Regions from separate parts of the Zea mays genome. Here region 1 is linked to region 2. The links are chromatin contacts, called in public Hi-C maps. All regions are on one chromosome and are shown on one strand. Each heading gives the region's core, a stretch centred on a gene start, on an enhancer-like site or on the middle of the called end of the contact. The rest is flanking DNA. Distances are from core to core; before and after follow the strand shown. Region 1 holds the start of LOC100279373. Region 2 holds the start of LOC103653460 (Dentin sialophosphoprotein).

The links. Hi-C and Micro-C count contacts between places; a contact is called where the count stands out from the background.
Region 1: a Hi-C map of leaf shows a contact between it and region 2, with 6 times the contacts expected there. The contact joins the promoter of LOC100279373 here to the promoter of LOC103653460 in region 2. A contact is called at or near these places in 4 of 25 Hi-C or Micro-C datasets (ear, endosperm, leaf and 1 more).

The regions. Positions count from the first base shown.
Region 1 is chr4:85,167,620-85,173,423 of Zm-B73-REFERENCE-NAM-5.0, forward strand. LOC100279373 reads right to left here and starts at 1,530. Exons shown (of 6, transcript NM_001152389.1): 1 at 623-1,530; 2 at 337-528; 3 at 153-240; 4 at 1-55. The coding sequence starts at 1,501. LOC100275334 reads left to right here and starts at 1,895. Exons shown (of 2, transcript NM_001149431.2): 1 at 1,895-2,122; 2 at 2,196-2,591. The coding sequence starts at 1,969. The coding sequence ends at 2,353.
Region 2 is chr4:84,762,866-84,769,100 of Zm-B73-REFERENCE-NAM-5.0, forward strand. It overlaps LOC103653460 (Dentin sialophosphoprotein), which reads right to left and starts at 3,397. Exons shown (of 5, transcript XM_008680356.3): 1 at 2,847-3,397; 2 at 1,970-2,055; 3 at 1,464-1,808; 4 at 1-1,369. The coding sequence starts at 2,868.

The sequences.
Region 1 (5,804 bases), core at 280-2,779, 400 kb after region 2:
ATTGCATCAAACCGATCTACACCAAACATACCCAAGTTGGACAGTGTAAAAGTCCCTGCAAATAACAAAATCTTCAGGTAAGCATGTTCACATGAGATTTTCAAAGACAACCTAATACACTATGCAATGCCATGAGCCCATGAGTTCCATACCAGAGTTGTAATCATTTGGTTGGAGCTGTTTTGCACGTGCTTTCTTGACTAGGTCCTTCCAATTTTGCGAGAGCAAATAAATATCCAGCTACAGTGTAACATTCAACAAACTGTTTGGTGAACTTGTTTGCTAAAACTCCGAACTCCGGAGTGAAGCCAAATTTATCACAAAGATACTATATACCTTGTCTGCATCCTGAAGGACAGGTGTAATAAGGCCACCATCAATTGCCACAGCCACTGCAATGTTGATATTACTGTTGTATGTGAAGCTCTTTCCATCCCTGCAGGTACTATTGACAACAGGGTGCTGTGCAAGAGCCATGGCTGCAGCCTTCGCCAACAGCACTGTCATTGTCACTCCCTTTGGCTTAACCTGTCAAAATCAAATCAGCCCAATAGTAATCAGGAAGCGGGGCAAGAAAAACAAAGGAGCTTCAAGTGCAGTCATGCCTGCTCCAAATCCTCACCTTTTCGTACAGCTCATCGAGCTTATCGGTTACAATGGGGTACCCAACGCGGAATGCTGGCACTGCCAGGCTCTCCACCATGTTCTTGCTCACTGCAGCCTGCATGGTAGTGAATGGAACAACAGTCGCGCCAGGAACCGGCGGCAGCACTGCTGCCTGAGGCACAGCACCAACTGAAGGCGCGGCCACAGGTGGTGGCGCAGCAGCAGCAGCAGGAGTGGGCTCTGACTTCGGCTTGATTCCGGCAGCCGCCTCAATATCTGCCGGCGTAATTCGACCGTACGGCCCGGTGCCAGTAATCTTGGCAAGGTCCACCCTGTGCTGCTTAGCCAGCTTCTTAGCGTGCGGGCTGGTAATGCCCTTCGTCCCCGCGGCCACCGGCGCTGGAGCAGTCGTCGCAGCCGGAAGAGGGGGCGGCGCCGCTGCGGCATCCTCCGTCGGAGCAGGAGGCGCCTGCTGCGGCTGCCCGTTGGAGAGCTCCTGAGCCTTGGCGAGCGCGAGGGGAACCTCCTCCTCCGACTCCGCGAGCAGCGCAATGGGGGCGCCCACCGGCGCTGACTCGCCAGCCTGGACGAGGACCACCGCCACGATGCCGTCGTGGAAGGTCTCGACGTCCATGTCGGCCTTGTCAGACTCGACGACCACAACAGCATCGCCCTTGGAGACGCGGTCTCCCTCGCCCGCGGACCAGGATACGATCTTTCCCTCCGTCATGGTGGAGCTCAGCGCCGGCATGAAGATCTCCCGGATCTTGGCGCGCACCACCATCCGCCCGCGCCGCGGCTGCCTCCACCGTGTGCCCGCCGGTACCACTCCGGCACGGAGCCGGGCGGGCAGGGTGGAGGCGGAGAGCGAGAGGGGTGCGGGGGCCGTCGCCATTGAAGAGGAGTGCTCGATGTCGGAGGCGGAGGCGAGGAGGAGAGTGGGCTTTTGGCTGGTCCTGGTTGGGTATATGGGGATGCAAACCAGTGAGGAGGGGCGGAGAAAGCGAGGCGAGGATGGCTTTGGAAACTCCGATGATGCTGTCATGGACCGGGCTTTATTTTGCTGCGGGCCCCTACGTCATTAACAAAGGTGAGCAATCTAGCCCATCGACGGAAGTTACCCTCATCAGCGCTTTAGCCCATGTTCTGAGAGATGGGCTCTATTCCTGCTTATTTCGTTAGGCCCATGGCTTCTATTATTACTGAGCAATGAGATGAGCAGGCCCACGAGGCCACGACTTATCCCGTAGGCCACAACACTCGCATCCAGCTCCTCTGCTTCTGGCGACCAAATTCTGCCGTCTCCACCGCCGCCGCAGCCAGCGTCACCGGAGGGATCTGCCGTCTCCCTTGCTCCACGCGATGAACACCGACATCACCGCCTCGACTAAGCCGGAGTACCCGGTGGTGGATCGGAACCCGGCCTTCACCAAGGTGGTCGGCAACTTCTCTGCGCTCGACTACATGCGCCTCTCCACCATCTCCGCCGTCTCCGTCACCGTTGGCTACCTCTCCGGTTCGCCTACCCTCCCAAACCTTATCTCTCACTTCACCCCCATCGGTAGCTCAGACCCGTGCTTGCCGTGCAGGGATCAAGCCGGGGATCCGGGGCCCGTCGATGGTCACGGGCGGCCTCATCGGGGTCATGGGAGGGTTCATGTACGCCTACCAGAACTCCGCCGGGCGCCTAATGGGATTCTTTCCCAACGACGCCGAGGTTGCGCGCTACAAGCACAAGCTTCATTGAGGATCCAGCTCCATTCCGTCTCTCTTTTCGCAACCGTTTCGCCTGTTCCTTTCCTGATTCCGTGTTAACTTCAGTACTTTATCTGGGCACTCTATGGCCTTGGTTAAATAAAAGTGGTATGTTGTTGCACGGTTATGAGGATTCGATGATACAATTCACCTCATCTTTATGTTGTTTGGTGAGAATTTCGTCGCCGTTTGGGTGAATTTATGAATACTGAAGTGATTTCTGCTCTGAACTTGTTATTTGTTGTGTGGTCGTGTTTGTGTATCTTAGCTTGTCAGGATTGGGGATAGTGATCTTATTACCTCTCATGGTAAGCAATGGGGGTTCATTTGGCTCATTGGCTGCCTGTAGGGGAATATTTCAATGTTTGTTTGTTCAGACGATCTTTGCATCAGGATTTACTTGGTGTCCTCCACATCTGAATTTGGTGCACATTTATCATCAAGAATCTCATGGGGGTACATAGATGGTGGTATTAGAGAGCAAACATAAATTTTATCTGTGCTTACTAAAATCCTGTTTGTTTTATCTTGCGAGTGCAACTTACAAGCTGAAATAAATATGTCTCAGAATCTCTGATTGCAACACTCCATAGGCCAGACTCTTACAGTCCAACGATTTGCTTTCCCCCCAGCTTACAGATTGTAACAACCTACAATGTGCAAGCTAAAACAATGTAGCCTAGGAAGTGTATACAAATCTGTGGAAATGAATTTGATGCAGCTGGTCTTTGTGGTATTGGCATGCTCCCATCCTTTTGATTTGAGTTTTGCGAAGCACATCCTCCTTTATCCTTATTTGCTTCATCTTAGCTTCAGTTGATCCAAGCACGAATGGTCTTTGCTGAGTGAATTTTGTATGCTGCTGAACTGTTGTGAGTATTTGGTGATACAATTTAACCCCCTCGTGTTATTACCTGTCGATAGTTTTGTCCCTGTTTCAGTAAAATTTATGTATTTTAAAGTCATTCCTCTCATGAAGGTTAGTAACCATTGTGAGTACCATAGTAGGATTAGGGGATGTGATTCTACGGGCATGTTTGGTTTTCTACCTAAGGCGCCACAATCTGCCTAACCTTAGGCGCTCGAATTGAAGAACTAAGGTTAGGCAGAAAAGTTTGGCACATTGTGGCGTCTTAGGCACCAAACCAAACAACCCCTACATCTCTTTGCTGTGTTTGGCTGGCTCTGGCTGTTAGGAAAGCTGCCAAAGACTGGTTATATGATATCTGCATGTGGTAATTACTGAACTTGGTGCGAATGGTAAAATTATTAATTTATTTTTTGGGTGGGGCGGGAGGTGGAGTGGGTGAGGGTATAGATATTATTATGAGGGGGAAGGGGGAATACATCAATTTATTGCTCATTGACTTGGGAAATGCACAAAACTATGTGCAAATCACTATGATCTGAATGGTTGTTTGTGGCATAGGCAGCTGTGTTTCAGTTTATTTGAGTTGATTGAAATGAAGTCAGTTATTCTCCCCGAGTTTATTCACTTCTGATACTGTCATTTTAAGACTTAATGGAAACACCCACGTTTGTATTGTTGCATTCATTCTATTACATTGGTGGGGACGAACTAGTACTTACCAGATAGGCTGATACCTCACTTGGGTAAGTTATGTGTTATAAGTTGTCATGATCATTTCAGATGTAGGGTGATGCATGGTAGGTCTCAATCAGATAGAAACATTGGCTTTCACTTTAGTTATATGTTTAAGCTGCTTGGTTTCTGCCTCAAATTGGCTTTGCCATTTTGTGTTATACTGACTCTGATGTGTATGAGGCCTTCGTCAGTATGGCATCGCTATAGTATTTCACTCATATATTTACAAGAAATCAATTGAAGAAATTTAGTCCAGCAAATTGGATGGCCATTCCTTTGTAACTTCTCAGGAGAAAAAAAGATTATTACAAAAGGTTAGGTTATGAACAAGTATTTAACATGATTCTGGCCTAAGATTACAATAATTGTCTCACCCTCCCGTGTTGTATCTGTGGGCTGTGTCTGTTAGAACCTGACCTTTAATCCAGGTAGACATAATTGCTGAGGCCCGTTGTTTCGTTGGAATAGAATTGAATTCTATTCTAATAATTATAATTTAGATAAAACTAATTGAGTTAATATATTTATATATGTAATGTATTTGTATGTTATCCTAAATCATATCAGATAGATAGTTATACACTACATTTATATTATAGAGAAATAAGTTGAAGAGTGCTATAAATTGTACATTAGAAAAGTAACATGTAAATCTATAGAATTAATTTTCATCTCTCGTCTCTATGAATTTGAGATAGTCTTATATATACACTTTGGAAAGTTGTGGAATGTCTATTGCGTTAGTTAAATTCCAATTCCTCAAAATGAAGGGAAACAAACGGGGCTTTAATGTACATCGATAAACATGTTCAGCTTCAAAGTCAATTTGCATAGACAGATCTTGATGGCTCGTCAAATGATTCAGGAAGTAGTTATTCGAACCCACGGTACACTTAAGGGCCTTTTCTCGGATTCATGCGTTTTCTCGTGAAAATGAACTGATTCCTGTAAAATTTCTATAGCATTTCAAAGGAACTCTTAGGGCCCGTTTGTTTGATTGAAATTGGGTTGAATTAAAATTTAATTCTTGGGCTGACCTGTTTGGTAAGCTATAGAATTGGAAACTAACTTTCCATCCATTTCTTGGGCCGAATCAAAAGCCTGCCAAACTTTCCTACCCTAAGACTACCCTAAAACGAGGAAACAGATTCCTCGTCAAGCGCCGCATCCTCCTCGGACTTGTCTCCCCCGAGTGTCGTGTCGCACACCTGCGCCTCCTCCTCGTCGGACTCGGCTCCCCCCTAGAGCCGTGTCGCACGCCTCAGGTACTTCTGTTCTCCGAGGTTCCTTTGGTTTGGTTCTGCTCAAGGTTTACGAGGGTTGCCTATCTCTTTCTCTGTGCTCCGTGATGTCTAGAAGGTCATGTCTAGTAGGTCCACGAACGATCCAAGCAAACTGGTCATGGGGTAGCTGAAAGCACTCTGCGTGGTTTGGATATAGCTACCATGGGTTCAGTAGGGGTGGGTTTGGATATGGATTGTATTGGCAGTCAGGCAGAGGCGACTAGCTCATGGATCTGCTCATCGGCTGATCAGATAGGCAGCGTGAAGGTTTGTCGCGGCTGGTATGGTAGATAGATAGTGATGACCGGGTAATTGTTTTCAAGACTGCAAGCCATTGGCTTGAGCTTGAGGGTGTCCGGTTAAACAAATGAGGGTGTTCGATAGCCCCTTGAGATCCGTGCTTTGCAAGAATGTTTAGTTTGATCTATCTAGTTCCTCTCAGATAAACCATACATGCGTATTTGTAGCCATGAGCATCAGGCACCACTTGTTTATCCGCGAGAGCATGAGCATGTCATGTAGTAGTAGTCGTTGCAGTTTTTTCAGTGCGTTCT
Region 2 (6,235 bases), core at 2,147-4,646:
CACTTGTTTGGAGTGAATTACTTCCAATATGGACATTCACAGAAGACATATTAGACAAACCATCACATTGAACAGGTTCGGGATGCGAACCATTGATTTTCTCCACATGTGAAGCTGAAGCAAAATGCTCCATGATAAGAGCTGGTTCTGGATCAGATCTAATATGTGAATCCATAGCTGAAGCGAACCTGCTATTCTTCTGGTCAGGCAAATCCATTGTTTCAGCAAGGGCATCACTCCCTACATATCCAGATTCCAATAGCTGCAAGTTGCGCGAAGGGTGAGACGGACTGTCAGCAGGAGAATCACATGTATCCTTTGTATTAGCAGACACGTGTTTCAGTGCATCATCCATATGAGTGTCAACAGAGTGATCAACTACACTACCATCTCTTGACTCAAAATGATGAGATGTCCCTGGTTTGTTCATGTCATTTCTGGCATCATCATGATCACTTACAGTAGCAACTAAAGGATCCTCAACAGCACCGCAATCAGTGCCCCATGCCTCCATGGCAACATTAAGATCCCAGTGCAGCCTAGAATCACGAGTCGCATTGGCATGGTTGGTTTGCACAACTGTATCCTGTGAACATCCTATAGTTTTTTCTGGATTGTCTGAACTGTTTGCAATTGCAACACTTGTAGACTTGGCATTAGTCGCATTGGCATGGTTGGTTTGCACAACTGTATCCTTTAAACATCCTATAGTTTTTTCTGGATTGTCTGAACTGTTTGCAATTGCAACACTTGTAGACTTAGCATCAGAAACAATCTCTATTTCGTTTGCATTGTTCAGTGCAGAATATAATGAACAATTAACCTTGGGAGCAGATGCCGATTCAACAAGATTTTCTAAGATAGTTGGTGTGGCAACAAATAAGGACTTCATATCTGGAGCAGATCTAGAAGACCCAAGAGGCATATCATATATGCAATGTGAAGTACCAGGAATATTTAACGTATCCTCCATGTTATGTAATAGACTCAATTTGCTGCTACCAGTAGTATTCTCCAGTTTCCTTTCTTCTGGGAGGTGAGCTAACGTTGAGCACTCCCCATCTAATATTCCACCACTCATCTCACTTTCACAGGCAGCAGAAGCTAGTATATCAATACCAGAAAAATCATCGTCACCAAAACGACCTTTGTTTCCCACCTTATACTCAATTTGTTGCGTCTTAAGCTTATAATGTTTCTCATATGATCTGACAGCTTTAGAAGAGCTTCCCGGTATCTTTTCATATGGATCCACTAGCAATGGAGTGAATGGAGGTGATGGAGAAAAATCCATATGAAATCTTCTCTTTTTTATAGGAACATTTTCCATGGGATCACTAAAGCGTCTACCAAGAATGGATACTCCAAACTGCAAATACACAATATGATCATTCAGCAAATTGTTACTGAAGGATGCATTGACTAAATTATTTCATTGCATTTAAATGGAGAAAAGTAAGAACCTTCTCAGATTCAGAGACTGGAGCGTCTTGCGCCATCTCTTGATTTGTAGCACAGCCAGATAAACAGAAAGATCCAATTCCATCCCTGCTTGTGTCTTCGCCAAAGGAAGCCCTTGCTCTCCTGGTGTCCCTTTGCCTTTTTTTTACAGTCATCCATTTAACCTCAAGATCTATAGGCCTTGGGAGCTCCAAACCCATATTGTTAAGCTTGCCGCTACACGATGGCCCACCTCTGTCTTCTGTTGATTCACCAGTACAGCTTTTGCAGGTCATTGAAATATATGTGTCTGTAAGATTATGAGCTGAAGAAGATGATAACCTTCCAGTGCAAGTACAAGATTTGATCTGTAAATTAGCCAAGCTAACCATAAGCTCATGAACAGCAGAAAGTGAAGAATACAATGAAGAAAATATTGGTATTTTAGCAAACTGATCTAAAACAAGCTTTTCGCTAGGCACAGTGAATGCAAGACAGAAATCACTGTGTTGGCAAATTGTATGCATACCATTAAATCAGATGGCCTTCCTGCTATTTCTGTGGAAACAGATAAACTATTCACATCAATCGCACCCTTGGATCCAATTGATCCCTCTGGAAAACAAAAACAACATAAGGTTGGTATTCAGCACCACACCACCAAAGCTTATGGTACTGTTTGAAGAATAATAGCATCAGTCCACATAGCATGCACATAAGCAAGAGGTAAAAAAACTACAGAACGCCTCCGCAGCCATGCCACCACCACTGGTCACCCATCATCAGTCAATACTTGAACCCTCCCAGTACAATTCAGAAAGAAGTTCCGAATTCCAGGTTCCAGCCCAGCGCATACAAACAAGCAATCTTATCCTGCAGCGTGCAATGAAAGCCAGAAGCTAAACCAAAACCAAGGTCCCTCTGTCTGAGTTGAACCCAGTACTGACGAACTACCACAACAGCTCCTTGCCAAATCAAGTTAACAGCCTCTTGCCGTCAGCCATCGGCCTCCGCACTAGAGAGCACCAATTTCTCTCCTTTTGGAAACAACTGGTTCCAGCAAAACAGGTAGATCTGGAATCGGGTAGAATTTCCGATGAACACCTCTTTCCAGCGGACCAGTAGAGACGACGAAGAGCAGCTGAAACCCGATAGTTCACCTGAGGAGAAATCCGCGCTCAGCAGTCCAGAATCCCTGAGGCAAAGCAGATCTGAAGTCCGACCGGCAAGAAACTATTCTTCATCAACGCCGCATAAAGAAACAGAGGAACCCAGCGTGATCTCCGTGGCGGCTGTGGCGGCCGAACCACAACCCCCGCCAAATCGGGACGTCGGGGCAGCGCCGACTCGGCAAAGCAGCAGCCGCGGAATGTACTCAGATTTCTAAGATCTAGGATTGCAAATACCTTTTGCTCCAGCTTTCCTCATCAAAACCAGCGCCGCCGCGTCCGCGTAAGCCTCTCCCTCCTGACCACGCTCGTGCGCGTGAGTTCCTAGGACTCAGCAGGAAGAATCCGAAAACTGCCGTCCCATCCCTCACTCGCTGGATTCCTTGCGTGCGCCTCGGTGCCAAGAAATTCCTGCGGCTCCTCCTTTTCGCTTTTGACCTCTGCCGCGCCAGGCCAGGCCGATCGATCGGCAACGCCTGTCCCCTGCCGCGGCTCCCGCTGCTGTATCCGCTGATGCCGCCTCGCCGTCGCCGCCGGTGGCGATTTTTTTTTTTATTGGACCCCTTCCTCGTGCTACTTCGCCGCCAGCGGGTGGGGGGAGAAGACCAAGACCATGTTTTCTGTGATTTTGCCAGGGCGCCGTATTAATACTTGTGTATTCATTATTTTCTCTTGGGCATGGACGCGAATCCGGTCTAGGATGGACGGGATTGCCCCTGCAGCGCAAGGCCGCATGGATTATCATGCTATTCTTAGGAGTGTTTGGATCAGCAACTTAAATTTTAATCTCTGCCACCTTTGCTATTTAAACGTTAGTTATAAGTATTAAACATAGTCTAATTATAAAACTAATTACACATATAAGTACTAAACAGCAAGATTAATTAGTTCATAATTCGTCCATTTGATATTACATTAAATATTTGCTAATGATGAATTAATTAGGTTTCAAATTTTGTTTCTTCGTTTAGTATTTAGCTGTGTAATAAATTAATAAGTTTTATAACTAGAATATATTTAATATTTATAATAAGCATTCAAATATCCTATGTGACATGGGCTAAACTTTAGTCCTTATAACAAAATACCTTAGTGATAGTTTCACACATGGGCCTAAGTGCCCGAGTCACGCCTTAGAGGCAGCAACACACTTAAATCGGAATAACTGTCAGTCCCTCAGATCTAGTCCGATAAAGCCACTTACCATAGATCAAGGATCGAATACCACTAGCTCACTCGAAGGTGAGCACAGAGAGAATACAATAAACATAAAACCACAAATTTTTAAAGTACTAGAGTTATTGCATAAATTGGAGTTTTGATAAAAGATAACGAGTTCGAAATTAAATGCAGCTGATAATCGATACGTCGATGCTGTTAAATGCAGCTGATAATCGATACGTCGATGCTGAGGAATAGAGCAAGGTCTAGCCCACTACTCCTCCTAGTCTCGTTCACACTGAAAAGTTGTTTGAAGTTCTTATGTCCTTTGGAGCTCTCGGGTTGCCTGACTCCGATTAAAAACCTTTTTCATGTGCTGAAAACAATTCCTGCTACTGTCAGTGTCACAGGAGGATGGGTAGGAGGATGGATCACAGCACAGGCTATTGTGGAACACTGCTTGATATTATTCAAGATTAGATTGCTAATTAAGAATTAGACTAGTCCCCAGAAGGGTAAAAAAAGATCCATTGATGTCGAGACAGCATCCCACTCGACCGTCCAACTCGGTGGCAGGCTGGAAGATCAAGTCACACCATCAACCATATCATGTAGCGTACCTGAAAAAAATATGCCACAAGCAATGTTGAGTATACTAATACTCAGCTAGACTTACCCGGTGTGAGGAGTCTACGCCTCTACCTCTAGACCATACAGCTGTTTGGCTGAGGGGTTTGGTTTGCCAAAAGCACTAGCTGAGTCTAAAAATAATTTTTAGCTTTTCCCATTCTAGCATATTTATTTAAGCTAGGTTTGCTTCTTTCTAAGCATACATGGTAACAATCATTTAGTACAATCAACATGTTATCTCAAGAAACCTCATTTCACTTTTTACTTAATGCAGTACAAGGGGTCAAGCAGTCTCATTAGCTGCGAGAAGCAGACGATTTGAATCGAGTTTTAACCTTGCAAGGTAAACCTAAACACACGACATGTAGAGACACTCTGTCCCCACACATATCAATTGTCTCCATCGATTCCCCGTTCGCGGTCAGGGCTCACCGTCTTGGCATACAATGCTCCAATGACCCCGGTTGCCGTCGTGCAGTGACCGCATTTGTACCCACCATAACTAGCATGGGAGACCCAGTCTCAGGACAAGTGAGGAGGAAAGTATGCACCCGGCTTCACTCAGGTACTAGGCTTACTGGTTACTGAAAGTCGCCTAGAGGGGGGTGGATAGGCGAAACCTGAAAATTATAACTTTATACCCCACCTAGATCCCTTGATTAGTGGTTAGAACAAGATATACAATTATCGGAGTATAAAAACTAAGTCCTTGCTTGTAAAGAGTATTGCTTTCAAATAATGCGGATTTGATAAAACAATACAACTAATAGGTCTATGAGAATAAAGCAAGGGGGCTTAGATAAGAAGAGCAATAACACAAGTTCTTTCTTGCAAGGTGTTGCTCCACTAAATGAGAGTGCAACTTGAAGCAACACTAAATGATGATAGCAAATAATAGTGCAAGAAAACTTAGAGTGAGAGAAAACAAACAAATCACAAGAAATGAACACAAGAGACACGGGTGATTTGTTTTACCGAGGTTCGGCCCTCGAAGGCCTAGTCCCCGTTGAGGAGTCCACTAAGGACGGGTCTCTTTCAACCCTTTTCCTCTCTCCACCGATCACCGAAGACCGGCGAGCTCTTCTTCTTCTCAAGGATCACTTAAGACCCTGCAAGGATCACCACACTCTTTGGTGTCTCTTGCTAGCTTTACAAGCCTCCAAAACTTTTGAGGAAGTTCAATGGGAGTCAAAACTCCACGCACAAATGAACGCAAGATGTAGCACACACTTTCTCTCAATCAATCTCACAAGGCACTAGAGCTAAACTCTCACAAGAGGCTTTCTTTTGCTTGCTCTCTCTTTTGTGGCACTTGTGTGGTTTGTGATGGTCTAAATCTTGTGTATAGGATGGATCAATGAATATAGGTGGTTGGGAGAGCTTGAATATGTCAACTATATGACTTGGAATGTTGCTTGGGCTCCCACACCTTGAAGTGGCCGGTTGGGGTGGTATTTATAGCCACCAACCAAAATGTAGCCGTTGGAGATGGCTGCTGGCGATGGGCGCACCGGACAGTGTCCGGTGCACCGCCACGTCATCCTATTGTTAGGGCTTGGAGCTGGTCGACCGTTGGAGGCTCTATCCTCATGTGGCACCGGACAGTCCGGTGCCCCTCTGACCAACTGCTTTGACTGCTGCCGCGTTCACTGTGCTGCGCTGTTCCCCGTCAGAGTCGACCGTTGCGCGCTGATAGTCGTTGCTCCGCTGGTGCACCGGACAGTCCGGTGGCACACCGGACAGTCCGATGAATTATAGCGGAGCTGCTCCTGGGAAACCCGAAGCTAAGGAGTTTGAGCTGATTCACCCTGGTGCACCGGACACTGTCCGGTGGC